2 separate regions of the Gasterosteus aculeatus genome follow, and region 2 is linked to region 1. Evidence: chromatin contacts called from public Hi-C data. All regions are on one chromosome and are shown on one strand. Each heading gives the region's core, a stretch centred on a gene start, on an enhancer-like site or on the middle of the called end of the contact. The rest is flanking DNA. Distances are from core to core; before and after follow the strand shown. Region 1 holds the start of gpc5c (glypican 5c). Region 2 overlaps gpc1b (glypican 1b).

What was found. A called contact is a pair of places that touch in the nucleus more often than the background predicts.
Region 2: a Hi-C map of skeletal muscle shows a contact between it and region 1, with 13 times the contacts expected there. The contact joins the enhancer-like site here to the promoter of gpc5c in region 1. A contact is called at or near these places in 3 of 6 Hi-C or Micro-C datasets (skeletal muscle and tail fin).

The regions. Positions count from the first base shown.
Region 1 is chr3:2,409,684-2,416,259 of fGasAcu3.hap1.1, reverse strand. It overlaps gpc5c (glypican 5c), which reads right to left and starts at 3,134. Exons shown (of 9, transcript XM_040171824.2): 1 at 2,563-3,134. The coding sequence starts at 2,740.
Region 2 is chr3:2,553,091-2,559,666 of fGasAcu3.hap1.1, reverse strand. It overlaps gpc1b (glypican 1b), which reads right to left. Exons shown (of 11, transcript XM_040171053.2): 11 at 4,471-6,576. Among protein-coding and RNA genes, the nearest start is that of LOC120816070, 10 kb to the left of the region's middle. Within about 2 kb of position 2,411, at least 2 of the 9 cell types and tissues checked have open chromatin away from gene starts, as enhancers often do.

The sequences.
Region 1 (6,576 bases), core at 1,885-4,384:
CCTGCTGCTCAATCTGGCCTGCAGATAAAGTGGCTGTTTGAAAAGGTGCGGTCAATAGAACAAACACTTAATGCCTGGAAAGCAAATGTTGCGTTGTAGTCCTAATTAAACTGAAAATAAATAACATTAAAAGGAGTAGGAATTCTTTTTTAATTTAACTATTGCTACATGTTTCCTACATGCTTAAGTAAAGAAGTCTAACCATAAGGGACAATCACTACGTAATGCAACTCGTGTTTTCATACAATAAAAAAATGCTAAATAAAATATCTATTCCGCAGAATAGGATCGTATCCAAGTGGCTCGCTCTGGAACTCCCTGCTGCCACACTTCTGGCGCTTAGTGGGAAATCAGTTCACCACAAATGAATGAAACGCAGCACTGTATCCTAAGACAAACATCAGACTGTGAAAAGGGCTTTTGCCACTTCAAATTTCAAAAGTCGCTTTTATTGGCATTTGATCTGAGAACTGAAGCAGAGTAGCATAAATGTGTGTGTACACACACACACACACACACACACACACAAATACACCACACGTCCCACCCTGACACCCCTTTGCATTGGTCAGCGCTTTGAAGACGAGATTGCGCCTGACCCAAAACAACCTCTCAGGTACGTGCAAGTGCAAATAAAAATAAAAACGTGTTGGAAGCCCAAAATGTTCTGAAGCTGCAGCAATGTTTGATTAGCTGTGAAGGTGAAGGTACAGCAGAGACGTGGTGGAGTATGAACGCACAAAACTGCAGTTCACCACACCTTTTGAACAAACAAAAAACATCTATGCCAATTAATAGTTTGAAGGGCCGCATTTTGTATCTGGAAGCTGTCACCCACATTTTTCAAAAACGTCCCAAATATAGATGGAGGGTGCATGTAGAAGTAAGATGGATAAGAAGTAAGACTATTGCATACCCCTTTGCACTATACTGTGAATGCTGCAGTTTACTCACTGTCAATTATAAAAGCAAAAAGAACCAACAGCTGCAATTGCAGGGTGAGATCCTCATAAAAAAGCTCCTGCCAATGCACTGCAGACAGTAAAAGCTTGTCATGCAGGCCGCTGGCATCCTCAAAAGACCAAAGTACTTCCATTGTCTTTAAGAGAGAACCCAAAACTACAGCGTGCAATGAAACGCACGTCCTCTGTTGCTAGTAGTGACACCCCGCTAAACAAACATATCGAATGGTTTGGATGCACCTCTAAGTATGTTTCCCACCCGGCTCTCTGTCGCTCTTCTCCCTGTTAAAGCTTGCAGACTCAGACAGGGGGACACCTAAGCTGCCACCAAACTGCATGTGACACCCTTGCAGCGAGGATTCTGGTCCGGCACCTACTGCAGATAGCTGTGCACTCATCTACTGGCGTGCGTGTACAGTAAAGATTCACTTAAATCTTTGACTCACAATAACGAAAAAATGAGATTCATAGCAGTTTTAAAAAAGATTTAAAAGGAAATAACTAAGGCTAAAATCATAATGATAATTCAGACTTGATTGTATGAAAAATTGAAATGGTTCCACGTAGAAGAAGTATGATACCCTTTGTTAAGATTGTGTGCAGTCTCTTGCAGAAAATACTTTAAAGCAAACCTCGCATAGTTGTACCAAAGCCTAAACCAACTCAAAATGCATTTTGCCTCCAAAAACCGATTTGAAACCATGTGTTTGTTCTTGTAATATAACTTTTTTCTCAGCGTGGAGAAAAGCACAAGCCACAAAATCTTCAAGGCATTCGAAGTTGCTTCCAAGCATCGCTCAAACAAAAATCTGAAGAAAAAGACAATCGGTCAGCAGACGCTAGCCCTGTTCTGGGAGTTTGCACAGTACAATTTAGGGACTAAATCATCCCGCAAATCGAAAGGGGCCAAAAGAGTTGACCAGTGCATGGAGGCTGACTTCTGCATGTCAATCTGAAGATAACTGATAAATCACTTGCCCTGTCTAGACACAATATTGCACCCCTAATCCACTGTGTGGGGCCTTGTTCTCGTTTGGAAACGCTGCCTCAGCAATTTGTGAATGCGCTGGGCAGCTTCTCCTCTAAATAATTATGTAATCTCTCCAAACGGCCAGCTTGCATGATAAGCAGCTGGATGGCATCTGAAGCTGTGAATTGTGGAGGAAATCAGGAGGCACAAGTATGTATCACACACACACTTCCCGAATGGCCTCACACCGTACCCAACATCAGACAGATACTGTGGTCAATGCTTTAAAAAAAGGTCTCAACGATGAGGAGAGACACTATTACAAAAGGGAAGACGGGGAGGAATGTTGTCTCTCGGCCTTTCACTGTTTGTTACTTAAGGACCATCACACTCCATGACGGCACAGACGCACAGAATAGTCATAAACAGGCGACATTCATGGAAAACTTTCGTTTTTTTGATTGGGTTTATTGCCATTACTTTTCAACACATTGGGACGCCCGATTGCTGAAATGCCATCTTTCTTTCTTTTTTTAGATAAAATGCAATGTGATGATAAAATGCCTGCGGATCCATTAACTAAACTGTAACCTCCCCATGCGCTCTCCGCTCTGAGGTCGCCAAACTCACCTCTGCCAGGTGTCTCCGGTACGCGCTGCGGGGGGCCGACCTGCCGCAGCTGGAAAGCGGTCCTCACTTCATGACAGCTGTACGCGTCCACGTCGATCACGTTCACCGCGAACACGAGCGCGGACAAAATCCATGCGGAGCCGCAAGAGTTTACGCGTTGGCACAATCCTCGGGACATTGCCGCATCTCACACCAGGTAACCCCTGTGGATGTCTGTGCTGGAGCCCGACTGCAAGCCGGGTGATGATGGGGTTGAAAACAGGCGGCACTCAAGTACAACGAAGCGACGATGAGTTTGAAACATCTGACAATCGTTTCTGGCGGATTTTTTTTTCTTCTCTTTTTTTTCTTCACATCATTGGTTGAGATGAGTGGGAGCGCATCACGGCGGAGGTTCGGGGTCTTCCCTCGGACGCAGGAGGAGGTGGAGGAGGAGGAGGAGGAGGAGGAGGAGGAGGAGGAGCAGGAGGAGTGGTGCGTGCGGGCTAAGGGCAGTCCGTCCCGCGCGCAACACTTTTCGCTGTGGTCGGCTCGCGCGCACTCCCCTCCCTCTGTGTTTACTTCAGCTAAGTGCCCCAACTAGGAGGCACTGCTTCCCCAATGGGATCGAAGGGGGGGGGGGGGGGGGGGGGCATGGTCAGGAGTTTTATAGCATTTGAAACCAAGTATTTCACCTTTTGTATTAATACGGCAAACAAAGGCAAAATACTTAAATACTTTATTCAAGGAATCATTATTTAAACCTTTTTTTTTATTTTTTGGGGTTTCTTTGTGGAAGTTGAATATACATCACATGTTACAAACGCATTACTTAATTTGCAAACCCCTCAAATGTACATTTCTTTGTTTGTTTGTCAAACAAAGCCAGATATTGTTCTTATTTCAAAATGAGGGAGACGCTATAAGGCAATGCCACAAAAAGAAGAAAGCGTCTAAAAGGTTGAAAAGGGACCCATTTGCAGCTGGTTCTCCTTCTTTATCATGATTTAGGATAAAGAGGGGTTGAAGGCCAAAATAAAGGCAAGGCCGATAATGATACGTGTATGCTTGTTGGGATGAGCTAAAACAGGACAAAATATCTCCTCTGTTTTTCTGAGTACAGTTATTGTGGAGTTGCAGCACTCCGGTGCTTTATGTGGCTTTTGCTTAAAAGTGACACTTGCTATTTGATGCCTGTCGCCGCCATCTACTGGCAGAAGTGACTAGTAAAAAGATCTTTATGCTTTACGGTTTGGTTTGCTTCTCACAGTATCACACTCCTCGTAAAGTGAAGAGTCAAGTTTAAGACACATGTTTGTCTATGTACAGTGTATCCCATCAAAGCTCTTGGTGGGTTCAACCCCCCCCCCCCCCCCCCCCCCTTCCTAAAAAGAGTAATTAAATAGTGGGGGGCATGGACCTGCCGATTTTGAGACTCAGACATCAGATCAGCAGCATTACCAACTATAAATATTGAATTTGCCTACAACGCAGTACTTTCTAACAATGTTCCCATGCAACATGACAGGATGAGTCACAATTTCAAGTGTTTTGTGGCGCCACATTTCCAATTATAACTACAGTTCATGTTAAATACTACCCTCTCCTGGACAGACACAGTCATACACAGATAGTCAGTTGGGCCTGCAGGTCCTTCAACGAAACTGCTTTCATAGTAGACCTTTTTCAAAGCAGGCTGGAAAAAAAACAGAATTATTTATTAACATATGTGATTTTTTTTACTTACTACTTTTCGCGGTTTTCTGACCTCATAGTATACCAGCTCAGGACAGGACGGGAAGAGAGAGATTTACCCTCAGTAAGCTACACGTGGAGCCCACCCCTCTAGCTGAGCAAGAGCAACCCAGAAGTATCAACTTTGTCCTCAGGTCTCACGGTTACAATGATGTAATCCGTGAGACCAGAGCAGGCCAGTCTGTGGAAGACACCTGTAATACCTACAACTCATCAATAATGAATCAATCAGATCCACCTGCTGATGTGTCTTTCTGACATGATGCAAATACCTCAGGGCTCATTCTCCACTTCTCCAGCAAACAACTATTGCATGTTAAAAAGCCAAAGAGCAAACTAATTAATCAGCAATGTCAGCACTGTTGTGTTCAAAATGAAGAAACGCCGGACGGACAAAGGACATCGCGGATCGAAAAGTTAAAATCAAAAGTATTTAATAGAAGAGAGGGTGTTGACCATCCCTAGTGCCCGTCTGCTGTCTCCACCAGCGAACTTGAGAATAATGGTTGCCTGCAGGTATTTATACAGATCCGTAAAGGTGTGAAAGTTAATGTCCACACCTCTGGGAGTGGTCTCCTGGTGAGTTCAATGTAACTTTTGAATTTCTCTCAGTCAATATCAGTATGCATGCATTTCAGTTGATTACATTAAATTGAATACAATCATAGCTGTACATTGATTACAGTTTCAAAATTACAGTGGTTTTACAATATTCTCATTACTTTATTGATTACACAGTTCCATAATCATGGCTGTATTCTGGTGTACACTAAATGCATTTTATTAATTTATGAACCGGGTCGTCAGTTTATTTCTAATATCCTACAGCACACATCTTCATTTTAGGTAATGGTTCCAGACGTCTCCTACTCTTGCCTGTTAGCAAACCCAAAGATATCTGGGAGGGGCAATATGAGAGAGATAAACTTCTGCACATTACCGGTGTGGTGGTGACAGCATGCTCGGTGAGTCAGAAGGGACTGTGGTTGGCTAACTGGGATTGAAAAAGATATCTGGAAAATACCAACGAGGCGCCTTTGAGGTGGTGATCAAGTGTATAACACTTATGGCAAGAAAGAAGATCTAAATAGTTGTGAGACCGAATGCATTTGGAGCTGGGGACGAAATGCAAATGGTATTTGAACACAGGGAGCAAAAAGGAAGCCATTCTTCTCACATTATAAAGTGCAAGACACATGCGGATGGAGCAAGTATGGTGTAGTTGTTTGTTTGTATATATTTATTGACCTTGTGAACAAGGTTAGTTAGCACGTAACACAGACCAAGCGATAAGAGCAAGTCGATCGTTGACGTTAGCATACCAGCTAACGGACACCAACACTCGACCTGACAGAATCCACCACCTCTTAACCTTTAGCATGAGCTAACGTTGCTAACGCTAACCACAGGCCTCAGTTTGTTTTCACTCATAGATAGTACTGTTAGTAAATACATCTACCGTTTATGTTACAGGTGTTAGCAATTTACTTCTATGAGAATCCGATTCACATTCACAAGTTCAAAATGGCAGCTACAGACTAACGTTATTGGTCCGACCTTAGCCTTCACGCACGGAAATTGGAAAGAAGTCCCCAGGGACAAAACCCTGTCAAAACTCTCTCAACAAAAATATTGCTTATTATTTCCTTTCATCCCGTCTTATTGGCCCCACTCTTATTTGCTTTGTGTAAGTCAGTGTGTGTGTGCGTGTGTACTTTGTTGTATTTCAAAAATGAAGAAACTCCAGACGGACAGAAGACATCTTGTATTGAAGAGTTAAAATCAAAAGTATTTAATAAAAGAAAAGGTGTTGTGCTAAAAAGGACATATTAGCTGAGGAGCCGCTGGCCATCAACAGGCCACAGGGCCCATTGACCCCCCCATAGTGACTGTCTCTTGCCTCCACCAGCTAACTCCTAGAACAATGGGTGCCTAAAGGTATTTGTGCAGATCAGTAAAGGTGTGAAAATTAGTGTCCACACCCCTGGGAGTGGTCTCCTGGTGAGTTCAAGGCAACTGGGATTTCAGTTGTCAAGTATTACATGCATGCATTTCGGTTGATTACATTACATCGAATACAATCATAGCTGTACATTGGTATTATTCTATTGATTACAGTTTCAAAATTACGTTGGTTTTACAATATTCTCCTTACCTTATTGATACATAGTTCCAGAATCATGGCTGTATTCTGGTGTACACTAAATGCATTTTATTAATTGTTAATTTATGAACCGGGTCGTCAGTTTATTTCTAATACTCTACAACTTGTATTTTATT
Region 2 (6,576 bases), core at 1,162-3,661, 140 kb before region 1:
GCACATGAACCCAGTGCATCCGATTGACTCCGCTGTAGTACATCCCCCACGCCTGTTGGTGGCGCTTTAAGGTGCTACAGACAACTAAAGAAAACGGAGGGAGAAGACAGGAGCATGCGTATAAGACATGCGCGCCGCATACAAACGAAAAGAACTGACGATATTCCCGTAGTGCGCATTGTAGACTTGTTAGCACACTCAGCAGGCACGTTGTTATGAAGTGACGCATTGGGGTTAATAAGGGTCCAGCGTGAGGTCGCATTCAATCACGTGGGGCAATCCGATTAGGTATGCGGATAGCGTGCAGGCGAACACCAACAGCAATCGGATTTCGAGTTTACTCACTTTGGACCCCCGATTCGAGGGAGTGCGGATACAGTGTGCGGATACAGTGCATTCGTCTGCACGATAGGGCTATGCGGAGACGGGGTTCACCGTTTTCAGGCAAACTAGAGTCCGTCTGCACGGGGTCTAAGAGGCCTGCAGACCTACACTGCAGCAGATCACCCATATTGTCCTCTTCTCTTGTCCTGACAAATTTCAGCAGACGTCAGACAGCTCTAGCCACGTCCGGCGCTGCTCCAGAAGCAACATGACGGCATAGAAGGCCGGGGAAGGGAGGGGGGGGGGTTCAGGGGTTATTATGGATTGGTCGACGTTACAGGAGACAGAGTGAGTCCCCGGTGTGTTGCTCAAATGTCAGCTGGATCCACAAAGTGTCATCGGGAATCGTTTCAAGCCGTTGGTGGTGTGTGTCGACACCGATTATTATTTAGTTGCCATTGTGTGTGCAGTATGAGAAAGGTATGCCCGTTGTTTAAGTACTCAGCAGTGAGTGAAATCACATCCATTGGCGCCACACCGCACTTTGATTTTACTGCTGGGATCGGCCCTGCTGCGATGCCACAGCGCCACCTGGTGCGGCAGGACGCGCAACTGCAACTGGACATGGCCTCACTTTGACGAGGCTGAATGAATATGCTGCAAAAATAGTTTGCGGTAATTCGAAAGCGTTCTTGAACGCAAAAAGAAATACATGGAAAATCTGACATTATTTAGCTTAGAAAATCTTTAAAAGAAGAATTTCATTGAGAAATTTAGGTCACACTCTGATTAACAAATAAACTAGATGTGAAACAGCAACATTTTGCAAAGTCCATTTTAGATCCTCACACTATAAAAGCGAATGTAAAACTGGGATGTGGTCAGAGTGCAGTAGATTACATGGAACCTTCGCAAATACAGTTTATGAAATCGTTAGTCCGACTTGAAAAGAAAAGCAAGCACAATGACGGGCAGTAAAGAGGTGACTTTTCTCTCTTCTGTTAATAAAGATGTTATTATGTAAAAGCATTCTTCTTCTCGGTTTCCATTGGTGGCAGGCAGGCTGATCTTTGCATTACTGCCACCTACTGGTTCGGATAATCCTCTGCAGATAAAAACATGTATATATAATAAAAAAGTCTAAAGATAAAATATATTATATAAATCAAGGAATAAAACTTTCTTGTTTCACAGTTTCAGGTCTTGTCATTAGTCCTCGATCATTCTCCCTTTAGTGTTATTTGCTTAGACTCTGAGGGTTCTAGGGTTCTAAGGTTCTAAGGGTTCCAGCATCAAAAGCAGTCAAGTTAAACGTTTTGAAGCTGCATGTGTCTTGTAATATTTGCTGTGACCGAAATAGTTCAAAACCCCTTCCAAAGTTCACAAAGTGTTTCTGAACAAGAAAAAAAAAAAAAACCCAAAAGCAGTGAAGTAATTTGTGTGTATTTTTTACAGTATAAATATTTCTAGGAATGTTTCTCAGCCCCGTTTACAGAATACTTTAAATATTTCAATATGATTCAAAAACCAAACCCAACACTGAGACCTTCCTGACATGGCGGCATCACGGCAGCTGGGAACTCGATCGGTTCTACCAGGTTCGTTAGACTTCATAACAGATTACATAACAGATCTGGGCGACAGTGGGTGAGTGGGGAGCACGGTCGTCCTCCAATCAGAGGGTTGACGGTTCGATTCCAGGCCTGGCTAACCCGCATGCCGATGTGTCCTTGGGCAAGACACTTAACCCAACGTTGCTCCTGTAGCTGTGACTACAGTGTGTGGATGGTAGTTACTGATGGGCAGGTGTCACTGTGTGTGGTTCTCCTGTCATCAGTGTATGAATGGGTGTGAATGGGTGAATGATGTCACGTAGTGTTAAAGTGCTTTGAGTGGTCAGAAGACTAGAAAAGCGCTAAACAAGTACAGTCCATTTACCATTGATCTCATCTTGGAGTAGAGTCTTAAATAAAATGAAAGATTTGGAGTAATTAATTACAGTATAATATGTTCCCTAGCATAGTATATGCATAATGGGAGTGGGTGTCTTATTATTAATATTATTTGTATTATTATCTGGATCTGTTTATGTGCGTATATTTGTTTATATGTTTAGGTTTATGTATATGTGTGTATATGCATATGCTGTGTTTATGTGTGTATGCATAAGGTCTGTATATGCATGGGTATGCATACGAAGCCTATATGTTTGCATATAATCATTGTAATAGATGGTTGATTTTTAATGCATATCTTGAAAATCAATGAACAAAAAAATGACGTCCCTCTAATTGTTATATATTGTGTGTCCCTCACTTTTTTATTTTGGAGTGATACAATTGTTGCTTGAATGCACTAAGACCCCACTGGGTGGCAGTATGTGCACATGCTGAGAAGCTCCTTCTAGTTAGTCATCTGACAGAGGCAATGATGTGAAGCCCTTGATCTCAGATGCAAGTAGCGATGTAAAACCAAATAACAAGGCGGCTTGATAATGTAGGAAGAAAAGTGGAGCGGGAGCGAGGGGCTTTAGTTCAATTACAAAGGAGATCAGAGAGTAACAAAAAAAGGTGACAGAATATGTCTGGCGAGCCAAAAGGCAAAAGGGTGCAGCTCACATTCGCAGCCGTGTGAACAGTCCCTGCCAGAGCTGAACTTCCGGGGGGACACTGAAAATGACAACTTGCATTTTGAATATATATTTAAATTCTTGGCATTTTAATCCGAAAACATGTATTCTTTCTGTGATCCACACACCAGTAGTCGTAATGAAGCAGCAGAGACAAAAGGAAAATCACTTCAAGAACTATTTTTGTTCTATCGAACATCTCCTTACTGTAACACTATACCCATGAAGGATTTTGTAAATGTTCTGCACTTCTCCACAGAATTATTCTCAACTTCTTCAGCTACTGGAATGGATTCAAACCTTTTATATAGTACCTCATGTTCTAATGTATTTTTCTGAGACATTGCAATGTAATTGCCTGCCAACATGTTACCATAAACCGCTCCAGACGCGCAACAGCAAATCGCGATGCATTGAGCTGAGGAGATATTACCGACAAGTGTTTTAGGCCCTTTCGAGGTGATATTTCAAATACGGAGACCCTGTAAGGGTCGCGGATCGGTCGCTCACGAGAGTGCAGTGAACCAAAGGGCCGAGCTGAAAGCCAAACGGATGAGAATAACTGTGGCGCAGTCGTGAGCGCTGGCGAGGCGAGAAGATGAAAAGCTTCAGACACAATCAATAGCTGGCGATGTGAATGTGTCTCGCTGTTTGTGTTTATAGAAGCAGAAGGAGGAGGGGGGGGGCTGCAGAGGGATAAATAATCATTTCGGGGGAAATTGAACGATACAATTGTCTCACTGCAGGGAGGGAAATGGGCCACATAACCTAGGTAGAAATAAATTAAGCAGGAGATTGATCATGAAATCCATTTGAAGTGGGATAGTTGAATCTATTCAGACACAGTGTGTCTTTGAACGGCCCTGTTGTGACAGCAAACAGACGCCGGCGTGAAGAAGGTCGACCTACGAGGACAGACTGCCTGTATTTCAGCCCAGTTGAGAGGCAGATAGGGTGGCCCTTGATATTCACTTTGACGTACTTAAATATTCATAAGCTTGCTTAAAGACCGCTGCGCTGACTCAACTGCATGTTTTTCTTTTTTTTTTTTCTTCTCACTCCTATAATTTCTACCCTCATGACGGACATAGGAAAGCAGCAGGTCTCACCGCGAGAACCACAAAGCCCGTGGCTTCGTTTCCCCATCCTGGAAGCACAGTGCACACATAGCAAAAGCTGAATGTGAAGCGTGGCATTTCAGTGTCCCGCAGGATCACGGTCAAGTACCTACACCTTGTTTGAAAACCATCCTGAGGGTCAAGGGGGGGGGTCAATCATCCCATTGTCTGCACGCAGAAACAAGACAAAGCACTTAGTGTTCCGTGAACACATGTGGCACGTTTTTTTCTTCTTCTTCTTTCCTCCTGCATGGCAACGCCAGACAACAGCTGTCACCTCTGACATCATCGTTGGAGTGCATTGGCCCTCTTGAGGTGGCAGTTTGCCCCGATGCGCTTTGGGAAACAATATGGACAGAGCGCTTCATTTTCACACACACACAAAGAAACAGAAACATGTTGAAAATCTTACAATGTATATAATTGACACAAGATTTAAGGTACAACAGCAAATGAGACATTTGTATTTTTCGACCTCCTTCTGGCATCTATTTTCACCATAAGCACAAACTCTCCATAGATTTCTGAAAACAACAAAAACCAAAGTACATAAAAACAAGAGAATTAAAAGGACTTTTTTTTTTTCCTCATATATTGGCACCTTTTAAGAAATTCCTTGCGTATTCAACTCAGTGTAGAATAAAGCCTTCTTTAAAATGGTTCAACCAGCTTTGCATTTTTTAGATCGAGGTGCATAAGCTGATTTCAGATCAGCGCTCTGGACAAATCTTTCTCCCCCCACTCCCCCCCCAGACCCCCTCTCACACACAGTTGCTTTGTTTTCACACTGTTTCACCAGCGTTGAACATGAGGCGCGTTGCCGGGGATCCGGATCCATCTGCATACACACGTTCCCAATCAATACTGGTTACACTGGGAGGCGTTGACTCGCGCATCGATCGACCATCTCGTGATGTCTTTGTGCAGACAATGCCATTTATTGGCCGCATGAAAAGTGCAGGTTTTATAAAAGGGAGGGGGGAACATTGAGCAACAAATGAATGAGATCAAAAGGAGGGTGGGGGGGGGGGGGTTGAGGAGAGAAGGGGGGTTGTGCAAATCTCAGGCAATGACATTGTGAGGCAGTCATTGAAACTGAAGTTGTGAGTCGTCGTCTTTGAATTGGAATGTCACCATCACAGTCGCAGTCGTTTCTCTTTACTGGGCGCGTTGTGGGATTCATTTTCATTTTCACGTTTCGTTTTCTTTTTCTAGAAGGTCACAAAAATCCACGTGTTCTGTTCTTTTCTTGTTCATTGTTCTTTGATCAGAATATGTATATATTTCCCCCCCCCCACTGGACCATCTCATGCTCTGTCATGAGTGTCAAAGGCCGTCACAGGCAGATTTGAACTAACATCCGTTAATTAAGCACGTCAAAAACAGGAAAATATCTCCAAAGTAACATGTCAGCTAACCGTAACAACCTCACCTTTTTTCAGAGCAAGCAATTAACATTAACAGAAGCTTTGACAGAGACCTCACCAACTGGATCTCTCGTTTGTTGATAAAAGGAATAAAACCTACCCCCATATGTCGTTATTTCACAATACCAGTATACAACTGAAGTCTACTTTAAAACACATGTCCACCATCACCCGGATCGGGAGTTATTGCAGTAGCGGTCATAAAAAAAATGAGCAATGTTAACCTCTTATTGCTGTCAGTTCAATTACGCTCAATCGGACAGTGTTAGTCCAATATTTTTCAATGTGCTCTGTGCCATTTGTGTAAAGCTTCCAGCTACCACACGTGCAAGCGTCTCCCCCATTGCACACAACGCTCGTAAACGAGAATTCTTCAGAATTAAAATGTTCCCACAACATTCCCAGTAAGGGTGACACCTAACGAAGCACTGTGTCACTGTCATTTTGCTCTGCCGCCATGGAGAAGCATGCGGGACGCTCTAAAGGTCGGTATGACTGATGAGCGGCGGGGAGGGTGGGGGGTTCGGAGGGTTTGGCAATTAAGAGGCACTGAGAGAGAGAGAGAAAGTGGAAGGCAGATATGGAAACGCCGTGACGGAAGATGAATGAAACAAAGAGCAAAACAATGTTATCATGTGTTGAATGCTTAGTTGGCTATTTTCTTACTAGAAAACAAGAAAGAAGACATTTGCACAGTGTCTCCCATTCAAACAGGAGGACTGCGTGGCTTTTCACCGCGATACGGGTCATTGCTGCAACTAAACAAAAACACATTACACCGCAAGTTGCAATCACGATGCTAATCACAGGAGCGGTGGGGCCTTTCTACAGATCATTAAAACGTCATTTTAGCTCCGCTGTGCACATGAAAGAAGGGAAAGAAAGAAGCGCTACGGGACGGGACGGTGGTGCTTCCGCTTGTGCTTCTGTGCACATTTGTGTTTTCCGGGCCAGGCCTTTTCTAAAATGATGACAAACCGCCGATCCGTCGCTGCGAATGCAACCCTAAACCGAACGACACCCACCCCCCGTTCCACAGGCAGCGCTCCGTGGCGGCGAGGGGAGCTGCTGTCACCTG